Linked DNA regions of Sus scrofa: all the other regions are linked to region 1. A link is a contact called in public HiChIP or PLAC-seq data. All regions are on one chromosome and are shown on one strand. The core of a region is the stretch at or near the end of the contact, and the rest is flanking DNA. Distances in the headings are between cores, read along the strand shown. Region 1 has its middle 220 kb from the start of PTEN. Region 2 overlaps PTEN (phosphatase and tensin homolog). Region 3 overlaps PTEN (phosphatase and tensin homolog).

The links. HiChIP or PLAC-seq counts read pairs in DNA pulled down with a chosen protein or histone mark.
Region 2: a contact with region 1 is called in an H3K27ac HiChIP or PLAC-seq map of alveolar macrophages. The contact joins two enhancer-like sites. A contact is called at or near these places in 7 of 47 Hi-C or Micro-C datasets (adipocytes, blood, embryonic fibroblasts and 4 more) and 1 of 2 datasets of contacts at active chromatin or transcription factors (alveolar macrophages).
Region 3: an H3K27ac HiChIP or PLAC-seq map of alveolar macrophages shows a contact between it and region 1. The contact joins two enhancer-like sites. A contact is called at or near these places in 1 of 47 Hi-C or Micro-C datasets (embryonic fibroblasts) and 1 of 2 datasets of contacts at active chromatin or transcription factors (alveolar macrophages).

Annotation. Positions count from the first base shown.
Region 1 is chr14:100,148,775-100,151,904 of Sscrofa11.1, reverse strand. No RefSeq gene overlaps it. Among named protein-coding and RNA genes, the nearest start is that of PTEN, 220 kb to the right of the region's middle. Within about 2 kb of position 1,499, at least 7 of the 83 cell types and tissues checked have an H3K27ac peak or open chromatin away from gene starts, as enhancers often do. A contact at or near this core is called in alveolar macrophages, where this site is marked.
Region 2 is chr14:99,948,173-99,951,302 of Sscrofa11.1, reverse strand. The region is part of intron 1 of PTEN (phosphatase and tensin homolog); the gene reads right to left. Among named protein-coding and RNA genes, the nearest start is that of PTEN, 20 kb to the right of the region's middle. Within about 2 kb of position 1,627, at least 2 of the 83 cell types and tissues checked have an H3K27ac peak or open chromatin away from gene starts, as enhancers often do. A contact at or near this core is called in alveolar macrophages, where this site is marked.
Region 3 is chr14:99,969,067-99,972,196 of Sscrofa11.1, reverse strand. All of the region lies in intron 2 of PTEN (phosphatase and tensin homolog), which reads right to left. Among named protein-coding and RNA genes, the nearest start is that of PTEN, 41 kb to the right of the region's middle. Within about 2 kb of position 1,671, at least 2 of the 83 cell types and tissues checked have an H3K27ac peak or open chromatin away from gene starts, as enhancers often do. A contact at or near this core is called in alveolar macrophages, where this site is marked.

The sequences.
Region 1 (3,130 bases), core at 250-2,749:
CCAGAAGCCAGGGGTAACCCCCAAAGAATTTGGAGAAATCACTGGACATTCACAGGGCACTGGACTGCTGATTCAAGCTCATCTTTTCTAGATATCAATGGAAAGGAAGACTCCATACAGGTGATAGGGATGGGATGGGGGGGCAGGAGGGCGGGGTCATGTGCGTGCACAGGACTGGAATAAAAAAAAAAATGAAAAGACTGAGAGGGAATGTTTGACCAAGTCTAGGCTCGGATACAGGGGGAGCCTGGCTAATAGTGACCTGGTGCCTCCCACAACCTCAGGGCTCTTCCTTAAAAGAAGCTGAACAAGTGGAGTGTTGGCTGCTGGCTGGGACATGAAAAGTCATCATCAGAAGAGGAAGCTGCTGGCTTGGGGTGGGGGTGGGGTGAGGTGGGGTATGTGTGTGTGTGTGTTCAGGCCAAGTGCTCTCTCCGGTGAGGACAACTGACCGGGAGAGTTTGATCAGATGAGGTATGAATTCCTCTTGATGGTTCAATGCTTTTACATTGAATATTTGGAAACATCTCAAAACCATGGTACCTCAAGATGGAAGACAGTTTTTCTTTATAACTGGAGCCCCTGTGAAAGCTATTAAAGGATATGTGAATATACATTAGGAAAAAACTTCACTACGAAAGGGAGAGAACAGGGTTGGATGGTGAGAAAAACCAAATTCCTGGCACCTAAAATATCATCCCATAGAAAGATGGATGCTAGCCATGGAAATATAGACCCTCCAGTAGGATAGGTTGTTATCTGGAAGGTAACAGGGAAGGAGAAGGAGTCCAGCACAGCCTCAGACAGATCCCCCTGGGCAATTTGACTTCTACCTTTCCATGTTTTGTGACTAAAGTTTCAGTTGTTTCTCCCTCATATATTTACTGAACACCAAATCAGGCACTTTTCAGGCATCCTGAGATGAAACAAACAGACAAGGCCATGCTCATAGAGACTTAAATCAGGCAATAAACAAGGGAAATGATGAATGAGATCACTCATCACTCATCATGATGAATAAGCTTGTTTTAGACACTTAAATAGCCTGTGAGTAAAATAATGCAAAGAACAGTGATGAAGAATGACTTGGTGTAGGGATGCTTTAGAGAGAAGGGTCAAACCAGGCCTTTCTGAGGAAAATTCATTTGAGCTAAAATATGGGCGATGAGAAGGAGCCAGCCCTGAGAAGATGCTGGAGAAAGGCATTCTGAGCCAAGAGAAAGAAGTGCAAAGGGTCTGGGGAGAGCAGAGGGGCCCCGCTGGCCTGGAGCTGGAGGATCCTGACTGGAGATGGGGGAAGAGGGGTGGGCAGGTCCCACGGGACTTTGGGAAGCTAAAGTGAAGAAAATCAAAGTGGGCAGCCATCTGGCACACTGTCCTGAGAAGGAGTCTCCTGAGCCGGAGAGGCCATTTCTCCAAGAAGAGAAACATGGAGCAAGTGAGCTCAGCCCACAGAGAGGCAGCCCCAGGAGCAGCACTTACAGCGAAGAGCCACCAGATGGCTCCATGGGAAGACTGCCCAAGGCCTCCTGCCCTCGCTGATGCCTTTCCTGTCCAAGGTAGAAGCACTTACTCCCACCGAACGAAAGCTTCTTCAGCAAACAGCCACTTTCCTTTGCTATTTTTTTTAACAAAAGGAACCAATAACAACCAGCACAGTAGGGTGGCCCAGGTGACTTCACATCTTTGCATCTTAATGGCTGGAAGAGGCATCTCCTACTAGCCAGGGGCTCCTCAGTGATTCACTTCCAAGCTCCCATTTTTTTTCAAAGCACTCTCTCTACCCCAACTGAGTAGATAGCCCTCCTTTCCAGATAGTCTTAGGGAAAAGGGAACCCCAGGAGCCCAGGCCACAGGCCAAACCCCAACTCTCCCAGGAGCAGACTTGCCCAGGAAGTAATGGTTCTGAGACTGAAGGACCTCAGGTGATGGTGTGTAAGAGCATGTGAAGCTAAAGGAGGCTGAGGAGCAGAATGAAAAAGGCAGGCAAGATGTTTGCTATTTTCACCAAGATTTCTTTGCAATGGTATTTTTTTTTTTTAATAAAGGCAAGAATTTCTCCAGACCTCCTAACATGCACCAGCCCTAGAAACAGAGCTGTGAAGGAAGAGACTTCAGTGACAAGCATGCAGGTGGCACCAGGAAGCAAAGGTCTACAGGACTTATCAGTGAGTCAGCTGAATCCTTTAAGGAGCCACAGGGCTCAGGGCCCTCTCGGGAGCTCTGACGGATTGAAAGGGAAAAAATAGTCAGCCTCTATCTCTGGAGAGCTTTCAATCTAAAGCTGGCATGGGAATTCTTGACAAATGAAATTCTTTTTTCTTTTTTAGCCATCTATTGGAACTAGCCTCTCCTTTCCTTGAATTCCAATAGTCTATGGTATGTATTATAGTGCTCGAAGTTGACCTATGTCCCTCACTAGATGGGAGCTCCCTGAGTCTAGGTCCATGAGTCAATCCACATATGTGTCCCCCAGCACCTCCCACAGAGACTAGAAGATATATAGATATTGATAGACAGAGAAAGATGACAATATTGTTCTCAACTCTGCTCTCTGCCTCTCCCTGACACAGGAGCGCGCGCGCACACACACACACACACACACACACACACACACACACACACTTAAAGGATATACACATTATGATCTAGCAATTCATTTTCATAACACCCACTGGGGCAAATTCAAGGTAAAGAAATGACCCTGGAATGTGAAACTGTAAGACGACTTTTCTATCTGCCTAAACAAACAAACAAAACAGCCAGGAAGGGCTCTTGATTAACTGCTTTCAGCAACTAGGAAGAAGAGAGGCTTGCTGTGCTAGTCCATCATGTTTTTATGAAAGGTCATGGGTGCAACACTGGGAAGGATGCTCCTCTAAATACAGCTCACAAACTGTCCCTGTTGAAGAAATGCTCTTCTTGCCCCTGCTTTGCTGGCAGTACAGGGTGTTTGGGGCAAGACTGGCACCCCAAAGAGCATGGTGTAGTGAGTTTAAGAACTACCACTGGCTAAATCTCCCTATGGTCTTGCTCTGACGGCATATCACCCAAGGCACCACCCCTTTAAATGGCTCCTGCTGCCTACATGGTCAGAATAATCCATTGGTCTAGAAGTCAGACCCTTCCC
Region 2 (3,130 bases), core at 378-2,877, 200 kb after region 1:
TACTAAAAACCTGTCTAACTGATTAATTCTTCAGTAAGAATGCTAGTAAGATTCTAGCCCTATAGAGAAATCATAGAAATGGGGGAAGAACACAATGGAATACTACTCAGCCATAAAAAAGAATGACATAATGCCATTTGCAGCAACATGGATGGAACTAGAGAATCTCATACTGAGTGAAATGAGCCAGAAAGACAAAGACAAATACCATATGATATCACTTATAACTGGAATCTAATATCCAGCACAAATGAACATCTCCTCAGAAAAGAAAATCATGGACTTGGAGAAAAGACTTGTGGCGGCCTGATGGGAGGGGGAGGGAGTGGGAGGGATGGGGAGCTTGGGCTTATCAGACACAACTTAGAATAGATTTACAAGGAGATCCTGCTGAATAGCATTGAGAACTTTGTCTAGATACTCATGTTGCAACAGAACAAAGGGTGGGGAAAAAAAATGTAATTGTAACGTATACATGTAAGGATAACTTGATCCCCTTGCTGTACAGTGGGGAAAAAAAAAAAAGAAATGGGGGAAGGAATAAATTAGGAATTTGGGATTGACAGATACATACTACTATATATAAAATAGATAAACCACAAAGACCTACTGTATAGCACAGAGAATCACATTCAATACCTTGGATGACCTCTAATGGAAAAAATCCAAATCACTTTGTTATGCACCTGAAATACTGTAAATAAATACTCTTCAATTAAAAAAAAATACAAAGCCCCTTGAAATGCAGTCATTTTAACAGAACTATACTCAAATTTACTCTTGTATTATGAATACTAATTAAGTAAGGTTGCAAAGGGCTTGGTTAATTTAAGAAAACTATTTGTCAGTAACTATACATAAATGAGGGTGTTACGTACTCATTAAAGTGAATTCAGATACACCCCCCCCCGCTTTATTCACTTCATTACCCAAACACATAATGAACATTGTGCAAGGGGCACTGAGAACATAAGGCTAAGTAAACAAAGACTACTGCACTTGAGAGGTTCCTATTCTATTAGGGAAGACAGACATACAGATCTACAACTGTGCCAAAGGCCCCATTATACATAAGATCAAGATACTTTAAAAGCTAGAAAAAGGGATTAATTCTGTACAAGAAGAGATAAAGCTTTATAAAATAGGTAATACATTAGATAATCCTTAAAAAATAAGTCAGACATTAGTAAACAGAAGAAGAAACAAGGGCAATTACAACATTCCAAACAGAGGGTTAGAGAAGAAATAAAGGAACACATAAAATATTCAGAAAAAGCGAGTAGTCCAGCACAGCTCACACACGAAACTTTATGGAGAAGGTGGAGGGACTGATAGAGTAGCTCTAGTTTTAATGATGCTGTGGCAGGGAGCTTGGTCAACATGGGAGTTCCTATGGCCCTGCAATCTCTTATAGAGTAACAATCCAGTCCTTCCTATAAAGAAAAGCTAGGACTTCAGTCTTCTTAAGGTTTCAGGTTGCTCAGACTCTCATCTTTCTTATTCATACAGTTTTTCCCAAGACTTTGGCATCCCTCATAAGATTGAAAAACAGAAAGAACATGTCCCAGACAGTATGCCAAATGCATTCTCATTTAATCTTAACAATCCTATGAAGTAACATTACCACTTCATAGATGATGAAATTGAGGGTCAAAAAGATTGGGTAATTTGCCAAAGGTCCTAAAGCCAGTTAAGTAGTTTGTTATGATTCAAACTCATGTACCTAACTCCAAAGCCCAAGCTTTTTACACCATTCAGTCTCACAAAAGATTAAGTTTTTCCATGTTTCAAATCAATAAAATATAAAATTTTCAAAGGAAGCAGTTTCAAATGAAAGTAATTTGAAATAACGTTAAAATTAAAAAACTTCTGAAACACAATATAAAAATCTACTGGTATTTCCAAAACTAACGTCAGCAGCTATTGAGTGCTCAAACTTGAGGCAAATATTTCTTATGCCAAGAATTATATCAATAAACAAAATCTTTTTAATATATGGCTTTTTGCTTCCCTATGCTAAAACGTTTCTTACAAAAAAATTTTAGATATTTTGCTCTGAATAATAAAATACTATCATAATACTATTAAAACACTATCATATAATAGCACTGTCATAAGGATTAAATGATGTAATATATGAACAATGCCTAAAACAGTGATGTTTGTCTCTCAGTTGAACAAATGGTACAACTCTGGATTAGAAGAGCCCACCAGAACTATTTGGTTGTTCTTCAATGACACTGACTTACTGAATAATCTAACCCTTCTAAAGAGCATCTAAGCTTAACTGAAATTTTAAACTCTTTAAAAACTGTACTATATCAATTTGCCTTTTTATTTAAGAACATATGTAAAACGTAACTCCAGAAAGAAAAAAAGCCTTTTTTCCCCACATCATTGGCTACTACACATGCAACAGAGAGGTGAGAAATGCATATATGGTACTTTCTATTTTGCCCAAGTTGGAATGCCATCATAGCTATAGGAGATGAGACACAATAGACAGTCTTTCCCCACTCCCCTACCTTCAAGCAAATGTGCTAAATTTGTTTTGTTTAAACTGAAGTATAATTTACCTACAATTAAATACACAGATCTTAAGTTATTGGTTTATGAGTTCTGATAGTTATATATATCATGTTTGATTCAAGTGCTACAACAATCCCTTCTCACAACACTGAATACTGTTCCAAAGGAAAAAACTAATAAACATTAGTTATGTTTTAAAGTCTGTCTACAGAAGTTGATTTAACCCACAGTATAACTGACCTATTATAAAATAATGTGGCTTCATAAGAGCTAAATAATTTTATTGGATATTCTACGCAGCCAATCATAACTTAAAACACTAAAAATATTTTCCTAATTGCCTATAATTAACAAATTATCTTTTAGAAAACACCTTGTGAGTTGTGATCTCATGAGTCTACTGTATTTCAGAATTTTTAATTAATGCAGTTTATGCTATAAATTTACCTTGAATTTTCAAATAGAGGGTAACAACCAAAAATAGCTCCCTAACATATTTTGTTTTACTACTTTCCATTATGTTGCATTTTTTTCAAAATGACAAGGGATAAAAACAGTGCTCCCTAAGCCTTATTTTACAATAATATGTTCCTGACATATA
Region 3 (3,130 bases), core at 422-2,921, 180 kb after region 1:
ACAGTAGATATACTGGTAACAAAACTCCAAGTACTAACAACCACAATCATAAATAACAATTGTTCCTAGCAGTGTGAGAGAAAGCTAGCGGCAAATCCCTTTTCAAATTATTCCATTATAAAAACAGCCTAAGAACACTAGACGCTCCTACTAATCCAGAAATGGGTTAAAAAGAAAAATAATTACTTATTTGCTACATTTTTCTGTAGGTAAGCCACTATTTGGTAATCACATTTATTTCCTCCGCTGTAGCCATATCCAATCAACACTTGCCCTTAGAACCCTAAGATATCCATAATTGCTACTATTACTATCAAAACATGAAATTAGGTTGCCGTCTTTCTTTTTAACACATAAATCATCTCTGCCTTAATCCCATTAACAGAGGCAAGCTCCAAATAGTCTAGTGCTAAACTATTTTCCCACTCTCTGGGAGAAAATTCAGGTTGTCAGAATTAAAATCAGTAATATATCCAATACAAGAAAAGTGTCCTGTTGAAAATGTTATTTTAAATCTTGCCTGCACAGCACTACTTTTTCCTTCATTACCTCAAGTTAAAAAGAAAAGCAAAAATAAGATCTTCATATTAAATTCTGCTCAAAGATAGTAATTCCTAGAACTAAAGAAAATTTATCTAAAGAGGTATGAAACTAGGAGGAACAAAAAATTGAGCAGTGTAGGAACTGACCCATAACCTACTGAAAAAAAATTCAGAAGGCTATTAAAAATAATGTGTCAAACATTTCTCTAAAGTTGTATCATTTTGTACTTTTACCAAAACAGATGAGAGTTCCAACTGATACAGCCTTGCCAACCCATTAGCCCTTTAAGTTTTAGCCGTCCAAGTAAATATGAAATAGCATCTCACTGCATTTTCATTTTCCTGATGACTGATTTTGAATTTTTCATATGCTTATTGATCATTTATATATCTTTTTTTGTAAAGCTTCTGTTCAGATCTTTTTGCCTTTTACAGGATTGTTCTCATGAATTTGTAAGAGCATCTTTATACTGTGTTGAATTCAAGTCCTTTATTAGATATATGCTTTGCAAATATTTTTCCAAGATGGTGGCTGCATTTTCATTTTACTAATAGTGTCTTTCAAAGAACAGAAGTTTTTTTTTGTTCTTCGAATTTTTTTTTTTTTTTTTGCTTTTTAGGGCCGTACCCGTGGCATATAGAGGTTCCCAGGTTAGGGGTCTAATCAGAGCTGTGGCTGCCGGCCTGCACCACAGGCACATCAATGCGGGATCTGAGCTACGTCTGCAAGCTACACTACAGCTCACGGCAACGCCAGATCCTTAACCCATTGAGCAAGGCCAGGGATTGAACCCGCAACCTCATGGTTACTAGTCAGATTCGTTTCCGCTGTGCCACAATGGGAACTCCGAGAACAGAAGTTTTTAGTTTTGATAAAGTTCACTTTGTCAATTTTTTCTTGTACAATTAATTTTGTATGTATTTTCTAAGAATTTTTTTAACTAAAACAAAGGTCACAAAGATTTTTTTCTTCTGTATTTTTATCTAGAAGCTTTATTTATAGTTTTACATTTTATTTTTATGTTTCTATCTATAATCCATTTTAAGTTAATTTTTGTGTATAAGCATAACTCAGAGATATTGTGGCTTTGGCTCCAGACTACTGCAATAAAGTGGATGCAGCAATAAAGCAAGTCACATGAAATTTCTGATTTCTCAATGCATCTAAATGTTACTATACTATAACTATAACCAAGTGTGCAACAGTATGTCTAAAAAAACAACATACATCCCTTATTTTAAAAATATCTTATTGCTAAAAAAAAATGCAGGGCTGCCATAAACCTTCAATTTGTAAAAAATGTAGTATCTGTGAAGTGCAATAAAGTGAGGCACAATAAAACGAGATATGCCTGTGTTATGAAAAAGGTTCATTTTATTTTTCATACTGACTTCTAGTTGTTCCAGCATCATTTTGTTAATAAGAGTATCCTTTCCCCAGTGAATTATCTTGGTAGCTCTGTCAATAAATATTGAGTTATTCTGGAATCTCTATTTTGTTCCATTGATCTATATGACATCATCTGGCAATTCTACTCAAACGTATTTAGCCAACAGACATGAAAACATATGTCCATTAAAGTCTTATACATGAACACTCAAAATAGCTCTATTCATAATAGACACAAACTGAAAACAACCCAAATGTCCATCATAGGTCAATGTATAAATGAATTATATCATATCCATAAAATGGAATACTATTCAGCAATAAAAAGGACAAAATTACTGATAAAAGCAGCAGGAATGAATTTCAAAAATATTATGCTAAAACAAAGAAGCCAGACATGAAAGAGTACATATGACATGATTGCATTTATATAAAATTCTAGTACAGGTAAAACTTACATACAGTGAAAGAAAACTAATAAATTTAGAGATTGCCTGGAACCAGGATCAGGGACTAATTGCAAAGGGCATTAAGAAACTTTTTATGGTAATATAAATGTTCTGAATCTTGATTGTGAGAATGTTTACATGATGTATGTATGTCAAAACTCACTGAACACTTAAAATAGGTACATGTTGCATATAAATTATACCTTAATAATTTTTTTTTTTTGGTCTTTTTGCCTTTTTCTAGGGCTGCTCCCACAGCATATGGAGGTTCCCAGGCTAGGGGTTTAATCAGAGCTGTAGCCACCAGCCTACACCACAGCTCACAGCAACGCCGGATCCTTAACCCACCAAGCAAGGCCGGGGATCGAATCCACAACTTCGTAGTTCCTAATGGGATTTGATAACCACTGAGCCACAACAGGAACTCCTAATAAAGTTGATTTTTAAGAGTATATTATAACTATTAATTTGTACAATGCAACCTATCTCAAAAAATCTCAAATTTATTTCAGTAGTAGAGATAACAATAGAAGGAATACGTCATCATCAGGCATTAGAACTTTTTATAGTGAAAAGCAAAATGGACCTGTCTAGAACTATATTGTTCAACAGAACTTTCCACAATAATGAAAATGTTCTAAATCCATGCTGTCCAATACAATAGCCACCAACCACAGGTAGCTGCTGAGCACCTGAAATGTGACTCGCACAAATGAAAATGAACGAGTAAATTTACTTCATTTCACTCA